Regions from separate parts of the Danio rerio genome. Here region 2 is linked to region 1. A link is a contact called in public HiChIP or PLAC-seq data. All regions are on one chromosome and are shown on one strand. Each heading gives the region's core, a stretch centred on a gene start, on an enhancer-like site or on the middle of the called end of the contact. The rest is flanking DNA. Distances are from core to core; before and after follow the strand shown. Region 1 holds the start of hpse (heparanase). Region 2 holds the start of nnt (nicotinamide nucleotide transhydrogenase).

Evidence for each region. HiChIP or PLAC-seq counts read pairs in DNA pulled down with a chosen protein or histone mark.
Region 2: an H3K4me3 HiChIP or PLAC-seq map of embryo shows a contact between it and region 1, with 6 times the contacts expected there. The contact joins the promoter of nnt here to the promoter of hpse in region 1. A contact is called at or near these places in 1 of 18 Hi-C or Micro-C datasets (an unstated tissue) and 1 of 4 datasets of contacts at active chromatin or transcription factors (embryo).

The regions. Positions count from the first base shown.
Region 1 is chr21:20,690,615-20,697,732 of GRCz12tu, reverse strand. hpse (heparanase) reads right to left here and starts at 3,587. Exons shown (of 12, transcript NM_001045005.1): 1 at 3,184-3,587; 2 at 2,973-3,115; 3 at 918-1,046. The coding sequence starts at 3,404. helq (helicase, POLQ like) reads right to left here. Exons shown (of 18, transcript NM_001282423.1): 14 at 6,857-6,955; 15 at 6,351-6,524; 16 at 5,635-5,748; 17 at 5,413-5,547; 18 at 3,720-3,913. The coding sequence ends at 3,830.
Region 2 is chr21:21,169,666-21,177,175 of GRCz12tu, reverse strand. nnt (nicotinamide nucleotide transhydrogenase) reads left to right here and starts at 3,985. Exons shown (of 22, transcript NM_214756.1): 1 at 3,985-4,024; 2 at 6,347-6,528. The coding sequence starts at 6,390.

The DNA of each region.
Region 1 (7,118 bases), core at 2,338-4,837:
GTATGTTGCATCTTGAGTCAGAATCTCTATGCATATTACACTATTATATTGGCAAATTGTAGCTTTACACGCTCATACAACTCAACAGCAAAAACTGTCATTTTCAAAGTACAGCATTTTATTAAAACTGCAGTAATTAAACGGCATGTTATTTATTTTTGTCATGTAAAAAATAACCACGAGTCTGGGAAAAAGGGATATTCAGGTATAAATTATCTGGCTAAAATCATCATTGGCTGTTTGTTAAAGCATACTCATGAACACTGTTTAGCAAACAATTAGGAATAAAATATTTAACAGTCTTATATTAAAATAATGCATTTTTTAATAAACAAATTAAAGGATTAGTTTACCAAAATTGAAATTTCTGCAAAATTTATTTACCCTAAGTTTATTCAAATAAATAAAATATTTTCTAAATTTTATTTATTATAAAGAACTGAAATCCCTCAGATGTCATAAAAAAACTCTAATTGTGTTCACAAGATTTACTTTAATTATGGGTTTGGAACAACAAAGAGGTGAAAAAAATTATGACAGTATTTTCATATCTGGATAAACTAAACCCATAAAAACTCCTTTAAACTTGAGAATGTTATTGGCTTCAAGTATGTCTGACCTGCACTGCTATAGCTAGGCTACATTATCACAGATTTATTTTTATTTAGACATTTTTAATTTTCTATAAAAACTACGAACAATTACGTGAGAAAAAATCTGCTTTATTTATTCCACACTTTGTCAGACCTGCAAAATGTTCTAATTAAATTCCCAATTTTTCCAAACTGCAAATAAATCAAGTTATGTGTCAGCAGGACTTGATCTGGCATGAATTTATATTCCTGTAACAGAACAATGTTTCGCTTACTCACTCATAAAAAAACTCCCAAACAGAAGTGGAACAGAATTAAACTGACCAGAGAATTTGGTGTTGCGGTATTTTCCGTCCAGTTCCTCCAGAAGTAAAGACTTTGACTGTTGGACCCATTCCTGCTTTAACCGGTTTTCCAGCAGTGGAGGCAATTCAAGTCTCTTACATACATTTCCTGATGAAATAATATTAGATGTGACTGACTGAATGAATAAAACATTAAAAGCATTGATAAATAAATAAAAAGCATACATAAATATAAATGCATGAAAAAAAGTATTAATAATTAAATAAATACAAACATTCATAAAATGAGGAAATTAAAACAATATTTTATAGGGCCATTTTCTGTCTTTTGTTAAATTAAATTGACAATTTTTAATTTAACAAAAAGTCATGAAAGCCATAATATTAAATGCAATTGATACATGACATTATATAGAAAATGTATGATTATTTTACACCAATCCATTCACAGAAAAAATTATCATTTATTTTTTAATTCAGGCTTAACTTGACAATAGAGAAAGAACATAGCCTTAGGGTTAACATGCAGAACCTTGAATTAAGCTCAACAGCCTGAAGACCCATTCCTGCTTTAACCGGAATTAATTTATGCTTATTACTTTATGCTTTAATATGAATAAAATGAAAAATATGAATAAAATACACATGCACACCATTAAGATACAAGAAAAAACTTTTGTAATATAGTAAATTATATAAAAACAATAAATAAAAATAACATTACAATTACACTCAAACAAATACACATTGAAGTAAAACAGTAAAGCATCTAAATACAATACTTTTTATTAAAACTCTCTAAAATATTTTAGGAGTATTAGGTTTTTTATGCTTTAAAACTGTTAGTGTCCCGAGTGAATTCTTAGAAAAGTGATGGCTTAAAGGGATAGTTGAACAAAAGTTATCATTTACTGATCAGATTAATCTTGCCCCCGATGTGGTTTGGAGCCGGCAGATCTGGGTTATATGATCTGAGCATGCCCTAGATTAGATAAATTTTGAATCAACATCTTTAGATCATATTCATATATATGTAAAAAAGATATGGATCCTAATCCTTAGAATTGCATTTTTGGTGAAGTGCCGGAAGAAATGCACCTATCAGCTAATCATGTAGAAATCGTTGCCTTCTCTTCATTAATAGCCAAATGCCCGATTCTTCTCTGGTGAAAAAGCAAACTCACCATACCACAAACACTGGATATTAGAAGTGTTATCACATCTTAAACTTGAGCATCTTAAATACATCATCCGAGGCTCTACAAAACGTTTTATGAGGTTTGGCAGCCTTTTCTATCCTACATTGAATGCTCAGAGGCTACTATATTCAAAGTTAAAGTTGATCTCTAATTTCCTAATTAATTTTATTTATTTATTCTTTATTTTTTCCTCCCTCTTTCATTATGGGGTGTCAGTATGTTTGTAGCTACGTACTGTGTTATTCCACATCTCGTATGTACAACCTGGTCATGTCTATTTTCAAAATAGTAATTATTTACAAATGGATTCACTTCATACAATTTGTTTTTTCTACATTCATCCCATTCCATTTCCCATTTCTCATTAACATACAGATTTAAAACAGGTTTATAACCATTGACTTGGTATTTGTTTTTCTTACTATGGATGCTACTGGTTTTAGCAGCAGGTTCCGGTTAAAAATAGAAAAAGATACCTGGATAGATATACACATTCTCTTACTTCATATCAGTGAATCTCTTTTACAGTGAATCTTGGTTTAAAATATCTGTTTTTGTGATCAACAGAATAAAGAAACTAGTTTGGAACCCCTAGGGGTAAGCACTGTACATTGCAAGTTTATTTTCAATTTAGGGTGAACTATCCCTTTAAGGATAAGCAAATCCATCAACGGCAGATGCAACAGGTTATGCAGGGGCACTGTAGTATGCAAGGAATGTCCAGAATGGTCGTGTGAATAAGTTTACTGTTCCTCCATTAAAGAAAAACTGGAATCATGCCAGTAAAGTCAGATGACAGCACAGAGCACAACACAGACAGCTTACTCAGTCAGAGGATGTGGTTTACAAGTCATGTTTTGATGATAAAAAAGTACCTTGAAAAGCGCTGCTGCCGTTTTCTCTGCCTTGTAAATAATATCTTCCGCGTGGACTGAATTTTAGAAAATCTTGTTTGGTGCCTCCAAATCTCAAAAAGGCTGGGGTCAAAGCTTTGGCGAGGGTTCTTAACTTTGGTGAACTGCAATAAAACAGAATGTCATTTATTCATTTCAATATTTCGTCACTCAAAGCTTTAAAAGTACTTACTTTAGTAGGTTCATAAACTTCTCCTCGGTTAATAAACTCGCATCAATAGCCACGGAAAGAAACTTTTCATCCACCCGTCGGGCAACACGGGACAAATCCACATCCACACGTACGAACTGACCAACATCATCCACAGAAATCACTGTTTTAGCCTCGAGGTAAACCGGGTCAAACAAAAGAAGAGCGAATAATGTGGAAAGCGCTGTGGCTGCGGACTTCATCTGTTCAGACTGCCGGTGTACTCCTCATTTACTGCTGCAGTTTCATCAGAAACACCCAGGCGAATTTGACAACGCTGAGATACTTCCTCATTTCTAGATAGACTGATGAAAAAGGAATTGGTGTATGACTCTATTTTGTAAAACATCCCACGGCAGCGGTTGATGGGCGTAGCTTCGGGACGGTTCCTTAATCTGCATACGCGCGCTGATTGGTTGGAACTCATAATAAAAGAGGTTGTTTGTAAGTCTGCTCCACCTTTGGTTGTAAAATCTTTATGGTACAAAATGACATAATGAGTAACCTAACAGGTGCTACATGTTTACTTCCACTTTTATTCCAGCCAGACATGCTGAGTTTACATAATTACAGGTAGATTCGATATTATACAGGCCATTTACATCACTTAAATACAAATGTACACAATCTACAATGATGGGAGATCCAATGGCAGCATAAGCAGGTCGTCCACCTCCTCCTGCAGGGCTTCTGCTTTTTCTGTTAATAACATCTGAAAATGAACAGTGAGAAATGTTGTGAAAAACACGCTCAATCCAGTTAGACTGGCATTGTGACAAAAGAGAAAGCTCCTGAAAGCCTGGTCAGTGTTTTGTATATAGTGACAGTGAACTTGTCACCTGAAAAAGTATTCAAAACCAAATCATTTTTATAAAAGACTGTCTTCTGTTATCTTTATCTTAAGACATATGACAGCAACCATGTGAGCAAATGCCTTTATGATGCTTTTATGATAAGTCTGCATCTTTTGTGAGGCCTGATATCAGCATCTGATTTCAATGCAAGGGAAAAAAGAAAACCAAACCACTTTTGATTTCATTTCATTTCTGTGTTCCACAGGGAAAAAAGTCATGTAGATTTGGTTTATTATATAACAATAAACGTCTATAAAGTTTTTATTTCAATAGTACTGAAAATTTGAGTATTTGTAGATAGCTAATTTGCGTAAGAAACAAGAATGGCTGAGTATATATATATATATATATACAATTAGTTACATGTAATTGTGCAAAATGTATTATTGCTATAACCTAAAACCATGTATAGCATGTAACATTTTTGTGTGTTCATGGTTATGTACATTTTGCTATACGGTGATAAATTATAACAGCTGCTTTGTTTTAAAGTGGGGGGTTGTTCTGTGTAATTGAAAATTTTTAGCATGATGTAAACGAGAAGTACCATGGCAAAGAGTATTAGAATGCTAGGTTTGATAAAAAATTTGTTGTATGTAATTACATGGGGAAAAGTGTAACGGTCAATATGGCGAATGAAGCCCCACCTACTAGTACAGGAGCCAATCATCAATCGCTACAGACTGATGATTCTCTGGGAGAGAAGCTTGGATCAGACGTGTGATTTACTACAGTTTTGTGGTCAACAAACACACTCGAATACTTGCTTCACAGATATAAAAACTGTATCTACAGAAAGCCTGAAATCTCTACTTTTAAATGAAGAAGTTCACCTAAAAAAACAAAAGTTTGTTTGTTTTGTAATCTGTATAAAATGAACGTGAGGTACAATCCATCCTGACAAATGCACATCACATGACAGCAACTATTTAACACCCACAAACTAGTAAACAAATAGTCGCTGTCATTTCTGGAGAAGATTCACCACCAAGACCAAGTTGTGGATTACGTCAGACGAGCAGAAGAGCAATCTGATGATCATTATTCAGATTATGATAATGTGTAACACGGCCATAAATAAGGTTGGTGTTGTGATCTCGTTCCTTTCGAGTGCGCATGTGCATTAGCTTGGGCAACCTGAAAATATGCAGATTTTGTGTGTTTCTAATGTTTAGAAACGAAACTTATAAGACAGTTGTTGTTTAATTTTATTGGTGATTTCAAATATGTAATGCAATCATAAGCTTGCTTTCGGAAAATTTGATGTTTCCCTATTTAGACAGGTGTTTCAAAGATGGCCAACGAGTGAAATGACTTGCCTTAAAGACACTTTGGTATAATGCAATACAATACTTACTTTTGCAGATGCAATAATTTGATACGCTTGTTTCTTAAAGAGGTTTTCAATAGTTTGGACCAGAGTTTGTGGATCTGCATTGGCCAGATGTGCTAATGTCTTGTATCCGGCACTGTACAGCTGCTTAGCACGATGCTATAATCAAAAGAGAATAAAAAACAAAATGAGCACACAAATATAACATTCAAGCAAATATTCTGGTCATAAATACTCTACACTTACCTCCAGGACTCCAGACACCTCCATGAGAGGAATGAGCTCGGCCTGCACACAGTAAGTCAATCTTCGAGTCAACTCAGAGAGAAGAGCCTTGTATGCCCAAAACTCCTCCAGCTCCTGAAATGACCAGACAAACTTGATTTAGTATCCAATTAAATTTATAACACATACAAAAAATACAGCTGATACACATACAGTTGAAGACAAATTATTATTAAAATATAATTTTTTTTCAACATGTTTTAAACATAATTGTTTTAATAACTTATTTATAATAACTAATTTAACGTATTTAATTACGCAATTTAAAGGCTTAATTAGGTTAATTAGTTTGACTAGGCAAGTCATTAGACAACAGTGGTTTCTACAGAAAATAGTATATATAGGTTTTATGTGTCTGATGTTATTGGACAGAGTTTGTTTTCACGCAACTAAACATGTTAAATTGCCATTTTCTGGGTTGAGGAACGCCTGAGCAGTGCGATATGATTTTCCGAAAAAACAGCAACAACCTTTGCTTCTGACAGTATTTTCTATTTTATATTCTTTATACAACCACCAACTTGTTTGTAGGTGTTTCTTTGAGTGGTTTGAATTAGCCTTTAAGCATCACTTGAGAAATATTTTTGGAAAATATTTCAAATGTAATAAAATAATTGTCTTCAACTGTATATAGGCTGATGTGTCTTCTATTCTTTTAACAAAATGTGTCTCTCAACCTCCGTGAAGTGCAGCACAGATGATCCAAAGGCAGACGCTGAGCTGAGAAGAGTCTGAACGAAACCTCTGGTCAGCTGGAATCGTTCGGACACAATCCACAGGTTTGTTTCCTTCAGTAAGGAGAACAGGACCAGAGCCAGGTACAACCTGTTCACTACCACAACATCCACAGACTGACACACAGAAAGAAACAAACATCATGAAATCCACTTCAGTTGATGACTCAACTCTACTCACTGAAAACCATTCTTTTCTTTTCCTTCAGAAACGTGAGAAAGGTTAAGAGTAGATTTAGCATTAATGCCCTGTAAATCCTTTAAGAGGATTAGGATGAAGTAATTTCATATTTAATTCATGGCTAATGTTTAAAAAACACTCAGCTAATGATCTCTTTCTATTGCTTTCGTTGGCTTATTATACCTAGGCTGTTTAATCCCAAACAAAAAATGCCCTGAATCACTTGTATGGTGTTGTGAAGAATGAGAGGAATGCTGTTTTCGCCAACCTTCCTCACGCTCTGTCCTGCCGCTTTTCTGGCCACAAAGCTTTCAGGAACTCCGACCGTGGTGGCCATCTTCTGCTCAGCAGCTGACAAATTTGTGAACTATGAAAATAAACATTTGTATTAATACATTTTATTTACATTGCGCTTTTCTTAGACTCAAAGCAGTAACAAGAGCATCAAAACAGAGTGGAATACACAAAAAGTAAAAATAATAATATTAATTTTTTATTAAATAAATACAGAATTAAGACTACAGAATAAA
Region 2 (7,510 bases), core at 2,736-5,235, 480 kb before region 1:
AATGAGACAACATACTTGCACTGTCCAAAATATCTGGCTATTTATTTTTCTTTATATTTGCTTTTCAAACTGCAATATGGGACCATGATTTCTGTTAATTTAGCAATTATGAATGAATGAACCACCAACTTATCCAAGATGTTTGTTATATGTTATTTTCAAAGCGGAAATTCACAGATGTTTATTTATATATATATTTATTTTTTGTACTGTGTTTACTGATCTGTACTTTATCAAAAAAATAATATGAAGAGTTCAGATGCAAAAAGTGCCATCTGAAAATTCCATAGAATTTTTTTTCTCAACCTCCTGTGTTTATGTTGAGTTATTTAACTTTAATGAACATGAGTAGGGCTTATCCTGTGCTGTAAAAGTGAAATAACAGCACCTACTCAGGAGTCTGATAAAATGCTCATTTAAGAAAAAAAAATTCAGATGGCATTTAGAGGGTTTTGCTTCTAAACTCTTCATATATTAATAATATATTACATGTTTTATATTTCAAAGTATTTAAAGTCTTGCTATATACTGACAAATATGTAAAAAAAAAAAAAACTCAAGCTGTATTGCACTTATTTATTCAGATGCTTTTTAATGCTTTCCATGCAATTTTGTTGTCTCACTCACTCTGCATCTGCCAAACAGACCTCAAAACTATGATGATTAATACCATCGCCTCAATAATTTGCTGTAAATATAGCCTAGCCTGCAGATCTATATTTGTTCTTTTGCCAGATCAAATAAACATGCATGAAACCTTTTATAGAGATGAAACTGCAAGCAAGTTGATACTTCTGATGCACTTATTTTTTATAGACTATGAATTGCAGGTCTAACACATTTAATGTTATCTACTATGAAGTGATAGAAAAGGCTAAAAGTGTAAAGCGTACATGTTTAGCTAGAAACTGTTAATAGTAAAGTTAATCACGTTCAGAAAGACTGCAAAATAGAACATTATGGGGTTCACATTAAAGTAAAGCATGGTAAATGTTCCTCCTTAAAACATTTACATTTTAAGAGCATCTAAACATGCATTGCAGCATATACTATATATTACAAAACAACAATAAAGCAAGAAAACATTGTTGTAATTCATGCAGTGGATTTAATTGGTCATAAGATAAAACTATTTTCCAGGTGTGAGAGGAATTGTGTGCTGAAAGTGGGTTGCTGAGGAGAGTTAATGGTTAACACACTACACACAGACATTCCACAAATGGATTTAGTTGAACAGAAACATATGAGAAACAAGGGGAAAACGTAAAACTGCACCATCCACCATACAGAAAGGCTGTGTTCAATGCAAAATGGGTTTTATAGTTTAGAAATTGTTAACAACAAAGTTACTTCTTGAATAGTGTCTGCAGTTTCATTTTAGGCTACTCGCCAACTCCGTTAATAACATTGAGTTCCATTGACTAACTAAACTAATTGGTCTGTAAAGGGGCTGTAGAATCCTAATTTCACAGTGGTGTTAATTGCAAAAATCAAGAACCTGTGATCTGTGCCTCCTTTCACAAGATTTTTTTTATTCTTTTTGATGTACAGTTTTTAGTGTTAAAGCGTTGCTCCTGTCTACTACCGCCATCTGCTGGACATTAGACTCTCTGTAGGTGTATACAACTCTTTTTACTGGGTAAAATTAAAACCTTCAAAACAATTATGTCTTTATGTCTGTTACTTGAAATACATGTTAACTATAAATATATTAAATATCTATAAAAATAAATATTGTGAATAAATTAGTAAATAAATCAACAGTCTCTAGTTTCCAAGGAAATTAACGTAAAACTAAATTAACTAAAAACAAGAATGAATCATAAATCAAAGAAGTCATTTTAATTCACTTTAAACTAATAATTAGAAAGAATTGATTGCTAATTTAATGTTAATGTGATCATTTGTAGCTGCAAAATTTTAGAAGATTATGCTTGATGATTAGTTTAATTTTTTTGTAGGACAACAATGCAAAATAAATTTATGATAATAGTAATAGCTATGACAGCTATGGCAAATATGGTTATGATAATTCCAATAAAGTGTATGCAAGTTTCATTCATTCATTTTCTTTCCGGCTGAGTGCCTGTATTAATCAGGGGTCACCACAGCACAATGAACCACCAACTTATCCAGCATATGTTTTACGCTGCGGATGCCATTGCAGCCGTAACCCAACACTGGGAAACACCCATACACTCTTGCATTCAAACACACTACGGCCAATTAATTTTTTTTATTCACCTATAGCGCATGTCTGTGGACTGTGGGAAAACCCGAGCACCCGGAGGAAACCCACACCGACACCGGAAGACCATGGAAACTCCACACAGAAATGCCAACTGACCCAGCTGAGGCTCGAACCAGCAACCTTCTTGCTGTGAGGCTATTGTGCTACCCACTGTGCCACTGTGATGCCTGTTTGCAAGTTTTATTTTTTTATTATTATAAATTTTTTATTATTTAGTTTTTATTACTTCATGAACGACATTTACAGAACAATGCCAGGGCTATACATAAAATATCTGAAAAGCATAAAGAGTTATATATAAGTACACATACTCAATGAGGAAAACAAAACAAAACAAAAAAATAATACAAATACTACAAATAACGCTAGGCCTTGCTAAACAAACACACAGTTTTAACAGATTTTTTTGTTTGTACTCTCCTTAATGGTACTGTAGCTATACAAATATCTAGTTCCTTATGTAACGTTACTGACTGCTGAATTTACAATACAGGATTACACTTACCGGCCACTTTATTGGGTACACCTTACTAGTACTGGGTTGGATCCCCTTTTGCCTTCAGAGCTGCCTTTGTGATTCAACAAGGTACTGGAAATATTCCTTTGAGATTTTGGTCCATATTTAAATGATTTGTCGGCTGCACATCTCCCGTTCCACCATATCACAAAGGTGCTCTATTGGATTGAGTCCGGTGACCGTGTAGGCCATTTGAGTACAGTGAACTCATTTTCATGTTTAGGAAACCGGTCTGAGATGATTCACGCTGCATGACACGCTGTTATGTTTTTCCAATCTTCCTGATTGTCTTGACCATGTCAACATGCCTAAATGCATTAAGTTGCTGCCCTATGATTGGCTGATTAGAAATCTGCGTTTGGCCTAATTAAGTGGCCAAATAAAGTGGATTTTAAATAAATTACCGAATTACCATATATTATCCATATCCTACAGAAAATAAAAATGTTTTTATCTTATAATATATTTTCTATATACTTAATAGGGCATCATAGTGGTGCAGTGGGTAGCAGCACAAAGGTCGATGGTTTGAGCCCCGGCTGGGTCAGTTGGCATTTCTGTGTGAAGTTTGCATGTTCTCCCTGTGTTTGCATGAGTTTCCTCTGGGTGCCGGTTTCCTCCACAAAGACGTGCTATAGGTGAATTGGGTAAGCTAAAGTGGCCTTAGTGTATGAGTCTGAATGGGAGTTTATGGGTGTTTCCCAGTGATGGGTTGCAGCTGGAAGGTCATCCGCTGCGTAAAACATATACTGGATAAGTTGGCGGTTCATTCCGCTGTGGCAACCCTGGTTTGGTATACAAAACCTTGGTATAAAAAAATTATACCAAGAATAGTCTTGTGCTGTAAACAAGTGCCAACTAGTTTCATTAAGTGAGGCTATGCTATTTTTTATGTTATCTATATGCTCATGTTTATATAGTTCAAATTGGTGTCTGTGCACTCTTGTGTGCAATTTTTGTATGTTTATAAGCACCTCCAAGCCCAATAGTGTGGTCGCGAATCACTGGAGTTGTTAATTTGGGGATCGCAGGCTGAGGCTGAAAAGCGTGGGGAACCCTTTTAACTATGCAGGTTATTAAATATCGTTAAGAATCGCCCCCTTAGCACATGACTGATTTACATATGTTGACTGACAGGCGAATGAAACCACTGAAACGGTGCCCGGCGGAGGTGAGTTCGAGTGTTTCCGGGTGACGGCTGTAAGCTGCGCGTCCCCGCATTCAAAGGTCGCTGATTGATGCTCTCTCTCGTCCCGGTGAGATTTTCACTTGTTCAATATCCATCTCCACCAACATTGTCAGTTGAAGGCAAAACAATGCATTCGTGCTAGCGTCGATTAGTTCTCGAAATGCAAGCGCAAACTGCAGTTGTGGCTTTCTGTGTAGCTATCATGCTAGCAAAAGAAAAGAAGGGGAAATGAGGCGCTAGTGCCCGCCTTCTGTAGAGCCGCGTTTCTCTTCCGAAAAAACAAACAAACTAGCGCATAACGGATGTTAATTATCACATATACAACTAATACTATTTTGAGCCGCATGATTCTATTGAAAATACGTTATAAATGTATGCAGATAACCCTTTGCCATTGAGCTACTTGAATGAATGACTTTTGCGTTGTCCAATAACAAACCGTTGGCACGAGGACAAGCGCCGTTAAACAACCGTTTCCTTTCATAGTGAATAATATTCATTTTTACTATCCGTGTGTTTAAATTATGAAAGTTAATGAAGGGTTGAGTAATCTTTGGGTCACATTTGATGCAGACTTGTCACTCGTTTGTTCCGTTGACGTGGTGCTGGAATTGGATTGTAGTTGGCACGATAATCCAATAGAGTCTGTCTGCACGCCTTTAATTAAATAGGTGCTTTGATTGTTTCCTACGCCTTCATGCAAAATCAAACTGCAGTGCTTTTATCTGTGGGTTGCTTGAGTGTCTATATATTAGGAAACGTAGCTAAATTTAGGCGTTTAATCACTGGTGTGTTAGTGAAAACTGTTCATGTGCACCATGCTTAAGGTGTGCTTTAACTTTTATTAACACAAATCTGGCATTTATTGTGTTGCAGAATCAGTAGATTTGATGATGATAATGATAATTATTAATAATTATGCTGTTTACATCAAATTAAAAGAACAATTTTAATATAAACTTACTTAATTGCAATAAAAATACATATTTGTATGAAGAAATGTAGTATAATTAGTACAATTTAGCCAATCATGCTAAATTGTCTTATATTTTAAGTAATTAAATGGAATAACTGATAAGCACACAATGATTAGATTGCCAAAGTATAAAGATTAAAACATTTAATTTAATATTACATCAGATTATTTTTTCCTAAATCTGTTTAGTATCTATTGTCAAGCTAACATTTTACTGAGTGTCCTCTGCAAATTGTAATGTATAAAAAGATCTTATCTTAGTCATTAATCTTAAATTAAAATAATATCATGATGCCTGCAAATTTTAGTGATAAAAAAGAATTTTAATAATTAACAATTTATTGCATTGTTTTTACAGTTGTTTTAAGTGAAAACTAAAAACATTTAAGATTCATTCTGTATTTGCTTAGTAAGATGCTTTTTTTCATTATTAATATTGTGTATTCTGGCTCAGACAGTATTTATGGTGTTAAAGACCATAAATGACCTGTAGGTCTTCCAATCTGTAAACTGCTACTGTGTAACCTGCTCTGGCCCGCTGAGAAAAAAACCCTTATCACCTTCATATCAGAAAGTCTGTAGCTGAACAAATACACTTCACCACACTTTTCAGAGTTGGCCTCAGCTCGACCTTGACTGTTTCACCCCGAGGATTAATTGATCTGTTTTGTGTCTCTACAAATAGACTGCAAAGAGCCATATGTTCTTTAGATACTGGAGAAAATAAGTGCAAATGTATTTATTTCCATTGTATTTTTACTACTGTACAATATACAAACCGCATAAAAGTTTGATTTGGTCAAAAATATTGTAAAACATTGGAATATATTGGAAAAACAAATAATAAATGTATACATCTATAATAAAAGACTTGTTTTTAAGCTGCTTTTCAAAATGATGCTTTTTAATAAAAGCCACAGTATTATAAAAATGGTACAATAAACCTTTTGAATCTAGTTTTAAAATGTGATTTAATGAATTTAAACGAGCACATTTTCATCATCATTACTTAAGTATTCACATGATCCTTCAGAAATCATTCTAATGTGAGCAAAAACATTTCTGATTATCATTTTTGAAAACTGTATGTACTAAATGATTATTTATTGAACAAAATCAGAATCTTTTGTAACATTATAACTATCTTTACTATTACTTGCATGTGCATTGCTTAGTAAACTTTTTTAATATGACTTTTTTATATTAAGCAAAGTGTTCTTGATCTGGAATTGTTTTAAGCAATGTCACAATTCATAATGTTAGTAAGGCCCTCAACCACTCAGTCACCCACTTGTGCGAACTAAGAGCATACTATAAGTGTGTCACCTTGGAGGTGGCTAAACAGCTGAGCTCCAGAGTGAAGCATTATGGGATAGGTCAGCCAGCTCACTCTTTTCTCTCTTTCACATGTAGGAGGAGGGCCGTTCCGACTGCACAGCTCCTCCTTGTGTCTCTGATGGCGAGTCTTCTGCGTGTGGTGGCCAGCAGCTGTTCCAGCCCCCTGTTCTCTGGGCTACAATGTGCCCGGACGGTGAAGAAACCTTGTGTGCGCTTCTTTAGGACACATCAAGCCCTCAACCGCCTCACTAGTCCAGGTAACAGTGCTGGAATATTGAACATGATCTAATTTGGATGATTGATGTTTGTAATCGTGTGACTAGTGATTGAGTGTTTGTGTTCCTTAAGTTTAAATCACACTAAACGGAAAGAGCTTGAGTATGGTACACTTATGCTTATGGGTAAACGTTGCTTGTTTTGCCTAAGCATATTTCATTTTAAAGTATGTCAGAAGCAAATAAGACATACATAAATGTTGTCCTATTATTATTATGCTAATGTTTCCATGTGGTGACCATCAAGGTCACTTTGTCCCTCTTCTGCTTGTTCAGTCGCGTGATTGGACTGTCTGAGGATATGAATGAGTGTGCTGTTAGTGACCTGTGTCGCGTTCTGGCTGCTTGGATACAGTGTGTGTTGGAGGCCGGTGTTAACGGCAGGCATTTTTTTTTGAGACGGGGGCAGTATGGTAATGACAGGGGGAACGGGTTATTTCTGCACAGTGTCAGCTGAGGAGCCAGGAACGTGTCTGTGATTGAGCGCTGGGAAATGAAACATGTCTATGGTCACTTTCAGCTTTGTGGTTGTAGAACGTTTTTGGGACTCAGATGTTGTTTCCATTTCCAGACTTTATTTACAATCTGGATTGTTGTCTTGAAGTTAAATTAACCACCATTTGAGTTTATGGTCAGTATAATGTTTCTTAGTCATAAAACTACTGTTATGGTAATATAAATTATATAATTTGAATTTGTGATTTGTATTTATTTTTTTAATTAATTTTTTGAAGAAGTTTTAAAATGACTTTGGCAGCCATTTCTATAGTGTCACATCACTCAAACTGTTTTTGTTATTGTCGTTATTGCTCAGAAAACACATCTTGTTAATGATAAATATTTTTTAAAACCAATATTTTTTCACAATCAACACAAAATTCAGCACAATAGAACTTTTTATCATAAATGTAGAATGTGTCCTGTGTAATTTTGATTACTCGGTCAAAAGTAATGACTACCATAT